2 separate regions of the Macaca mulatta genome follow, and region 2 is linked to region 1. The links are chromatin contacts, called in public Hi-C maps. All regions are on one chromosome and are shown on one strand. The core of a region is the stretch at or near the end of the contact, and the rest is flanking DNA. Distances in the headings are between cores, read along the strand shown.

Evidence for each region. A called contact is a pair of places that touch in the nucleus more often than the background predicts.
Region 2: a Hi-C map of fetal cortical plate shows a contact between it and region 1, with 2.6 times the contacts expected there. The contact joins the promoter of ACTG1 here to the promoter of LOC144335570 in region 1. A contact is called at or near these places in 2 of 14 Hi-C or Micro-C datasets (fetal cortex germinal zone and fetal cortical plate).

What each region holds. Positions count from the first base shown.
Region 1 is chr16:91,054,313-91,058,562 of T2T-MMU8v2.0, reverse strand. LOC144335570 reads left to right here and starts at 1,696. Exons shown (of 8, transcript XM_077971062.1): 1 at 1,696-1,791; 2 at 3,729-3,800; 3 at 4,105-4,250. The coding sequence starts at 1,696. It also overlaps the pseudogene LOC144335571.
Region 2 is chr16:91,215,771-91,220,020 of T2T-MMU8v2.0, reverse strand. ACTG1 (actin gamma 1) reads left to right here and starts at 1,817. Exons shown (of 6, transcript XM_015120580.3): 1 at 1,817-1,884; 2 at 2,254-2,382; 3 at 2,472-2,711; 4 at 2,985-3,423; 5 at 3,504-3,685; 6 at 3,778-4,250. The coding sequence starts at 2,260. The coding sequence ends at 3,921. LOC144336058 reads right to left here and starts at 1,630. Exons shown (of 4, transcript XM_077973370.1): 1 at 1,014-1,630; 2 at 634-777. The coding sequence starts at 1,237.

The DNA of each region.
Region 1 (4,250 bases), core at 447-2,946:
CCCCCCCAAAAAAATTTTTTTTTAATTTTTTGAGACGGAGTCTTGCTCTGTTACCCAGGCTGGAAGTGCCATGGCGCGATCTCTGCTCACCAAAACCTCCGCCTCCTGGGTTCAAGTGATACTTCTTCTGCCCCAGCCTCCCGAGTAGCTGGGACTACAGGTGCGCAGCACCACACCTGGCTCATTTTTGTATTTTTTAGCTGAGATGGGTTTTTACCATGCTGGCCAGGCTGGGTCTCTAACTCCTGACTTCATGATCCGCCCGCCTTGGCCTCCCAAAATGCTGAGGTTACAGGTGTGAGCCACGGTGCCCGGCCCTCCAAATAATTTTTAAAAGATGATAATGTCCTATTCAAGTCCACGTACCCTGTGGCTCCCCCATGAACTTCCTGCCTGCGGTCTTTCTGTGGGGTTAGGGACACTGGGCCGAGGCCAGCACCTGGGGCGGGCAGTGGTTGGGGTTGGTGGTTGGGGTTGGCCTCAGTGACAGTGCACGTGTGGATTGTGAATTTTTATCTAACCCGTGCGTATCTGTTGTTTCACGCATGACTGTGATTTGTTCACATTTGTTGAGATGACCGCATGGGGCCTCCTCCTGGCACTTGGCTCTGGGGTTTCAGTTGCCACATTTTCTTACTGTTCCTGTCCGCCTGACAGCCCCCATTTCCTGCTTTTGTTAGATTCATCAAGTCTTCTTTGTTCCATGTTTTTCTCTCTTTTTTTTTTTTGAGACGGAGTCTTGCTCTTGTTGCCCAGGCTGGAGTGCAGTGGCGCCATCTTGGCTCACCGCAACCTCTCCTGTGTTCAAGTGATTCTCCTGCCTCAGTCTCCTGAGCAGCTGGGATTACAGACGCATATCACTACGCTCGGCTAATTTTTGTATTTTTAGTAGAGGCGAGGTTTCACCGTTGGCCAAACTGGTCTCGAACTCCTGACCTCAGGTGACCCGCCCACCTAGGCTTCCCAAAGTGCTGGGATTATAGGCATGAGCCACCATGCCCGGCCTGTCCCATTGTTTTCTTCTAATGGTTTGGAAGATTTACATATTTCTATTCATCTAGTGGTGACGTTAATTTTTTTTTTTTTTTTTTTTTTTTGAGATGGAGTTTTGCTCTTGTCCAGGCCGGAGTGTAGTGGCACAGTCTTGGTTCACTGCAACCTCCACCTCCTCAGTTCAAATTATTCTCTTGCCTCAGCCTCCCAAGTAGCTGGGATTACAGGTGTCTGACACCATGCCCAGCTAATTTTTGTATTTTTTAGTAGAGATGAGCTTTCACCATCTTGGCCAGGCTGGTCTCAAACTCCTGACCTCAGGTGATCCACCCACCTCAGGCTCCCAAAGTGCTGGGATTACAGGCATGAGCCACCACACCCAGCCGGTTATTTTAAATGTTTAACATGTGCACTATATTTCTCTCTTCCTAACCCCATCCAGAGTTCCTCAGTCGTACATGATCCCCTCTGAAAAGACACGGCCGCTGTGCGGTTTTCTCTCCCTCCTCCTCCCCTCCCACGGCCCGTGCTGGCATCATCCAGAGCCTCCTTGCAGACAGTTGTGTTTCCAGCATGAAGCCCCTCGATGGCCCATGTATCCTTCATCTCCCTCTTGGACTTGTGTTTTGTTTTGCTAGGGTACCTCATCTAGTAATGATTTCAGATAGTACTTGTTGGAAAGAAACTCTCTGAGCACTTGGCATGACCGAAAACAGTGTTTGTTCTTCCTCCCCACTGAATGGCTGTTGGGCCTGGCATCGAATTAGAGCCTCCAAATTTTCCCTCCGAGCCGTGAAGGTGCCCCCTCCACAGTGTCTGAATCCCAGCTTGCCAATGTGTGATGTCAGATGAAGATGTTTTTCCTCTCTCCTTCCCCTCCTCTTCTTTCTTCTTTCTTCCTTCTTCCTCCTCCTCCACCTCTTCTTCTTCCTCTTCCTGCTCCTTCTCCTCTACTTCTTCTTCATTTTGTTGTTGTTGTTGTTTGTTTAAACTCACAGGTTTTTTCCCCACTTGACACTTTTCTCTTTTTTCCCCGTGTTCCAAAACGTCAAGTGTCTTTTCGGCTCTGGGCAGTTTTGTGTCTTGGTTTCCGTTAACATTCTCTCCCTCCCGTTCCCTCTCCCCTGGAATTCCGTTTCAGTGGATGGAGAAAACTCTGGGCCTGTTTTCCATGTTTCTGAACTTTTCCTTCACACGTTCTAACCTTTCTGCCCTGTGACCTGTGTTCCACTGAATTATCTGGCTGGACCTCCCAGCCCACTCACTCGGGCTCAACTGAGGCCCATCGATTTGAGGATTTCCTGTTTCAATGCCCCATGTTTTAATTTCCCAAGATATCCAGTGGACTTTTGGGAAGTCTTCCTAAGTCTTATTTTTATTTATTTTTTATATTTTTTGAGGCAGAGTCTTGGTTTGTCATCCAGGCTGGAGTGCAATGACGCAATCTTGGCTCACTACAACCTCTGCCTCCCGGGTTCAAGTGATTCTCCTGCCTCAGCCTCTCGACTAGCTGGGATTACAGGCACCCGCCACCACGCCCAGCTCATTTTTGTATTTTTAGTAGAGATGGGGGTTTCACCATGTTGGTCAAGCTGGTCTCAAATGCCTGACCTCAAGCAATCCACTCACCTTGGCCTCCCAAAGTGCTGGGATTACAGGCGCGAGCCACTGTGCCCGGCCCCAAAGCTTATTTTTATTTGTTCACATGAATGTGGTTTTGTTGGTTATTGTTTCTGAATCTTCTGTAAATTTTTGAATAATACCTAAAATTATAAGGAAAAAAGCAAAAATCTGAGTTCATGTCCCTAGATTCTTTTTTGAAAGAGTAAAATATCTTTCTCTTCTCTCTGAAGCTATTACTGGTGTTGTTTTTGAACGCTGTGTGTTCCAAGACTCTTGCTCAGTGCAAGTTACACAACTGCAGCAAACAGACCCCAAACATAGCTGCCCACGCCAGCCAGCGGCTAATCTATCCCTGACCTGCCTGAGCAAATGCTCCTGCGGGGTGGGGCCTGGGTGGGCCCCAGGCTGGAGGCTGCCCTGTCATCTTGCACATTTGCCTTCTACAATCTCTCTGATGTCCCCATTCCAGCCATCAGAAGGGGGAACCCTAAAAGCCTCCTGGAAGGTTCACATACTCCTGAAACTGGCGCACGTTGCTTCTGCCAGATTCTGTTGGACACCACCAGTTACTCAGCCACACCTCCTGCAAGGGAGCCTGGGAGTGCAGAGCAGCCAGGGGCCCCGTGAGAAGGGGTAACGGCTTCTGTTGGACAGCCGGACGGCAGCCAGCCAGCCCTTGGCCTCCAGACATCTGTGAGACCCACCCTTCCTTCCACACCTCGGGTTAGAGAAAGTCACCATCGTCTCCAGGGAGCAGACCCAGCCCAAAGCCTGCCTGTCTAGGATGGGCGGAGCCTTTCCGTGGGTCCAACTGACAGATGATTCATTAAAGCCATCTGCTCCCCTCCCCCGCAACCCGAGCCTTCATCTGATCTTTGCCGCAGGCCTGCACACTTTTGTTGGACTGAGCTGCCTGAGTGACAGGCCTTGAACAGCCACCATCTTTTCTCCTACTGTTTGAGGCATAAACCGTGGCTCTTTCAGCCTGGGAGTCTCATCTTTCTGGGATAACTCTAATTGCAAACCAGCCCTCACTTTCTGGAAAGAGTGGCCAAGCTACAGGGAAGGGGCGCCTCGCACTAACCTTCTGGCTCTTTCCTCCCCCTTCCCAGCGTTCCCAAGCCTTTGCCTCGGCACACCAAGGGACGTGTGGCGTCATCTCCAATTCACCACATCCGTTTCCCGTATCCCCAGTCCAACCACCGAGCCAGCACCCTGTGTACTGACTTCTGTGTGATTCGGGGCAGGCATATCAGTCGGCTATTGCCACAACAATGCTGCATAACGAGGACCTCAAAGCTTGGCGGCCGATTCTCACGCTCACAGGGCTAGGGCCGACGTCCACCCGGCCGAGCCCCTGGCCTCCGGGTTCTGGGATGTGGGCCGGGCTGAGGTCCACCCAGGTTTCTCGCTTCTCCTTGGAGCCCCCGTCAGTGTCTGCATTCTCCATCCTTCTCCATTCTTCTCTGGGGCACGGCCTGCTTGTAGTGGGTCCCTGGCAAGCAGGAAGACCAGGCCGCCCTTGCTGGCACATTCCAAGCCTTTGCCCACTTTGAATCTGCTACCTTCCTACTGGCCAGAGCGCATCACTCGCCAAGTCCAAAGTCAAGGGAGGAGAGCCCACCCACCACCCA
Region 2 (4,250 bases), core at 568-3,067, 160 kb before region 1:
CCGCGTCACGCGGCCGCAGAGGAGGAAGTCGCTCCCCGCCCCCCGCCTGGGGCGGCGCCCCCTCCCCACCCCTCCCTGCGGCTCAGGCCCTGGGGGTGGCGGGGAACCCCGGGGTCTCGAGGCGCCAGCCCCGCCCCCATGACCCTGGCCGCCTCGGGTCCGCAAAGTGGGGTAGAAGGGTGGGGGACGGGGACTCGCGCCCGGGGCCGGCGCCTCCCCGCACTTCCCAGACAAAGGAGCTTCGGAGGAGGCCGGAGGCCGGGAGGGGCAAGCTATTGCCCACCCGCTCCGTGTACCACGATGGGGCACGTCGCATCTTGGGACCCCCCCCAAGTGGAAGTCCCCACCCGGGGATCGAGCAGGCTGTGTGGTTCTGACCAGGGACGCGACTCCGTGTGGGTTTGTTGGAGGCCCAGCCCCGGCTTCGCCACGGGAGGGAACACACCTGACATCCTTGCCCGGGTCCCCGGAGAGTCTGGGCCTGGAGAGCTCAGTACCCGCGGGAGGCCTGGGGCACGGGGACCTTAGGCACGGGGCTCGGCGTCCGGGGTGACTGCAGCCCGCAGGTGGGCTGGGCGGGCCGCCGTGCCTGACTCGCTGTTCTCACTCCCAAACACGGGGTCGCGAGCTAACCTTGCAGGGCTCGGCACTCCGCGTGGGGACCCTGGCCCCGTCCCCCAGCCTGTCGAGTCAAGCTGAACGCCCCGCGACCTCGGGCGAGTCCGTCGCCTCACTGCGCGGCCTGACTGCCACCCCTCCGCGGCCGGCGCTCCAACCCTGAAAATTCCAGCGGTGCACAAGGAAGCTGTAGTGCCGGGCGCCTCTCGGGGTGTGTAACCAAAGCACCGGCGCCGCTCCGGGCAAGGAGTGAGCGCCCCGAACCAGCCAGTGCCTAAACCCACGCAGCCCTGACCCCTGCCCTTAATTAGCATCATAAAAAGACGAGGGGATCCCCCCGACCGTCCGAGACTGCGGAGCCGACCTTCAAGAAAGTCAGGGTTCCCGTTGTCTACCTCAGTTTCCCTATGATGTCTACAGGTGACCAGAATGAAACAAAGGCCTCGCTCCACACCACTTCCTCAACACACAAGGGGGCGGGGTGGCCCCAACCCGGAGCGCGCGCCTGCGGACAATCGGGCCTGTGATTTGAGGAGCAGGAATGAGTCGGGCAGAAAGGGGTCTCGGTCTCCAAAACAACGTAGACCCGGGGCAGGGCGTCCCGTGGAAGGACCTGCATAGTGGTGGCTGCGCTCGGGGACCAGGGCGAAGTGAGGGCTCCCCCGCGCCCAGGAATGCAGAGTGTCGGGGACCCCCGCCGCGCCCCTTCCCCAGCCCGGCACCGGCGCCCGGGCTCCTCGTGGAGCCGGAGGGGACAGGCCGCAGGGACGTCCCAGGGAGCAAAGCCCCGCAGCGTGGCCCAGGCCTTGGGGACCCAACCCAGCTCCGGCGCGGCCCCGCCCCGGCCAGGCAGTTTCGGGGCGCAGCCGCGCCCTCACCACGGCGCGACAGTCCCGGGGCGGGGCCGGGCCCGTCAGCCCTTCGGTCCTCCCGGCGACCCCCGGAGGCCGCCCCGACCCAGCCCCGCCCGATGGCCGACCCGCGCAGGGTCGCGAGCGCGCGGGGGTGGCGCGGGCGGGGCCGTTGGGAGGCGGTGCGGGCTGGGGCCGGGGCCCCACGTGTCTCTGCCGGGCGGGCCAATAGGCGCCCGGCTTTCGGAAAGATCGCCATATATGGACATGTTCTGGGGCCGCGCGCGCCGCCGGGCCGCGCGGGCGCGCCGCTTCCGCTTAAATAGCGGCGGGGGAGGCCGCGAACGGTCTCAGTCGCCGCCGCCAGCTCGCGCATCTTGTTCTTCTGCCGCTCAACTGTCCTAGTCCTCCGCCGGTAAGCACCCCGCCCCGGGGCCTGAGCTGCATGTCTCAGGCCTGCGCCTCTCGACCCCGGCTGGCCTTGCTTTGAGCTGCGGAGGCCTCGCCGCGCCTTCACCGGGAACAAAAGGCGGGGTGGGCCGGGCCGGGCGGACTGGCGTTGGGCGGGCGCCGGGGGTCCAGGGCGGGGCCCGGCCGCAGTGCAGAGTCCCGAGCCGCGGACGTTACGTAAAAGTTCCGGCCGCTGGTTTTAGGTGGTTGCGGTCTTGGAGGCTTGTGTCTCCGGGGTTGGGGCAGAGCTGCCTCTTCTCCGCGGAGGAACATTAGTGGGCTGTGGGGTTTGTCTTCGAGAGGCGCCCGCCTGAATCCGTCTTTTCCCGGGCAGGTCGCAATGGAAGAAGAGATCGCCGCCCTCGTCATTGACAATGGCTCCGGCATGTGCAAAGCTGGCTTTGCTGGGGACGATGCACCCCGAGCCGTGTTTCCCTCCATCGTCGGGCGCCCCCGACACCAGGTGAGTGGAGGGCACCGCGGGGCTCCTGGGTTCTGCGTTGCGGGGTGGGCTCGGTGCCGCCGACGAGGCTGACGGGTCAATCCCTGCAGGGCGTGATGGTGGGCATGGGCCAGAAGGACTCCTACGTGGGTGACGAGGCCCAGAGCAAGCGCGGCATCTTGACCCTGAAGTACCCTATTGAGCATGGCATTGTCACCAACTGGGACGACATGGAGAAAATCTGGCACCATACTTTCTACAATGAGCTGCGCGTGGCCCCAGAGGAGCACCCGGTGCTGCTGACCGAGGCCCCTCTGAACCCTAAGGCCAACAGAGAGAAGATGACTCAGGTGAGGCTCGGCTGACGCCCGCGCTCCCGTCGTTTCCCTTGTCATTTTTTGCCCAGCTTGATTTCTGACATTTAAGTGTTTCTTTCGCTGTTCCAGGCTCTGTTCCTCTCCCGGCATTTCCTCCCTGAAGTCTCCAGGTTTCTCATTTGGTTTCTGCCTGCGTTCTTTTCTTTTCTTCACACATCACACTGGCATGCGGCATGTTGTGGCGTGTGAGCATGGGGTGGCCGTGGGTCTCTGTCCTTGACTAAGCCGCTCCTTGTTCCTCCTCAGATTATGTTTGAGACCTTCAACACCCCGGCCATGTACGTGGCCATCCAGGCCGTGCTGTCCCTCTACGCCTCTGGGCGCACCACTGGCATTGTCATGGACTCTGGCGACGGGGTCACCCACACGGTGCCCATCTACGAGGGCTACGCCCTCCCCCACGCCATCCTGCGTCTGGACCTGGCTGGCCGGGACCTGACTGACTACCTCATGAAGATCCTCACCGAGCGTGGCTACAGCTTCACCACCACGGCCGAGCGGGAAATTGTGCGCGACATCAAGGAGAAGCTGTGCTACGTCGCCCTGGACTTCGAGCAGGAGATGGCCACCGCCGCATCCTCCTCTTCCCTGGAGAAGAGCTACGAGCTGCCTGATGGCCAGGTCATCACCATCGGCAATGAGCGGTTCCGGTGTCCGGAGGCGCTGTTCCAGCCGTCTTTCCTGGGTAGGTGTTGTGAGCTAAAGTTTTCTCCTCTTTTCATCCTGGGCAACTCAGCACCACTAAGGGAGGGCTTTGTTCCCTAGGCATGGAATCTTGTGGCATCCATGAGACCACCTTCAATTCCATCATGAAGTGTGACGTGGACATCCGCAAAGACCTGTATGCCAACACGGTGCTGTCTGGTGGCACCACCATGTACCCAGGCATTGCCGACAGGATGCAGAAGGAGATCACCGCCCTGGCACCCAGCACCATGAAGATCAAGGTGAGTTGAGGGGTTGGTGGCCTTCTGCCTGGCTCTGGAGGCCTGACTGGGGGCGCTGTGTGAGCTGAAGCCATGCCTGGCTGTCTTTGCAGATCATCGCACCCCCAGAGCGCAAGTACTCAGTGTGGATCGGTGGCTCCATCTTGGCCTCACTGTCCACCTTCCAGCAGATGTGGATTAGCAAGCAGGAGTACGACGAGTCGGGCCCCTCCATCGTCCATCGCAAATGCTTCTAAATGGACTGAGCAGATGCGTAGCATTTGCTGCATGGGTTAATTCAGAAGTATAAATTTGCCCTTGGCAAATGCATACACCTCATGCTAGCCTCACGAAACTGGAATAAGCCTTTGAAAAGAAATTGTCCTTGAAGCTTGTATCTGATATCAGCACTGGATTGTAGAACTTGTTGCTGATTTTGACCGTGTATTCAAGTTAACTGTTCCCCTTGGTGTTTGTTTAATACCCTGTACATATCTTTGAGTTCAACCTTTAGTACATGTGGCTTGGTCGTTTCGTGGCTGAGGTCAGAACGTGCTTGTGGAAGACAAGTCTGGCTTGGTGAGTC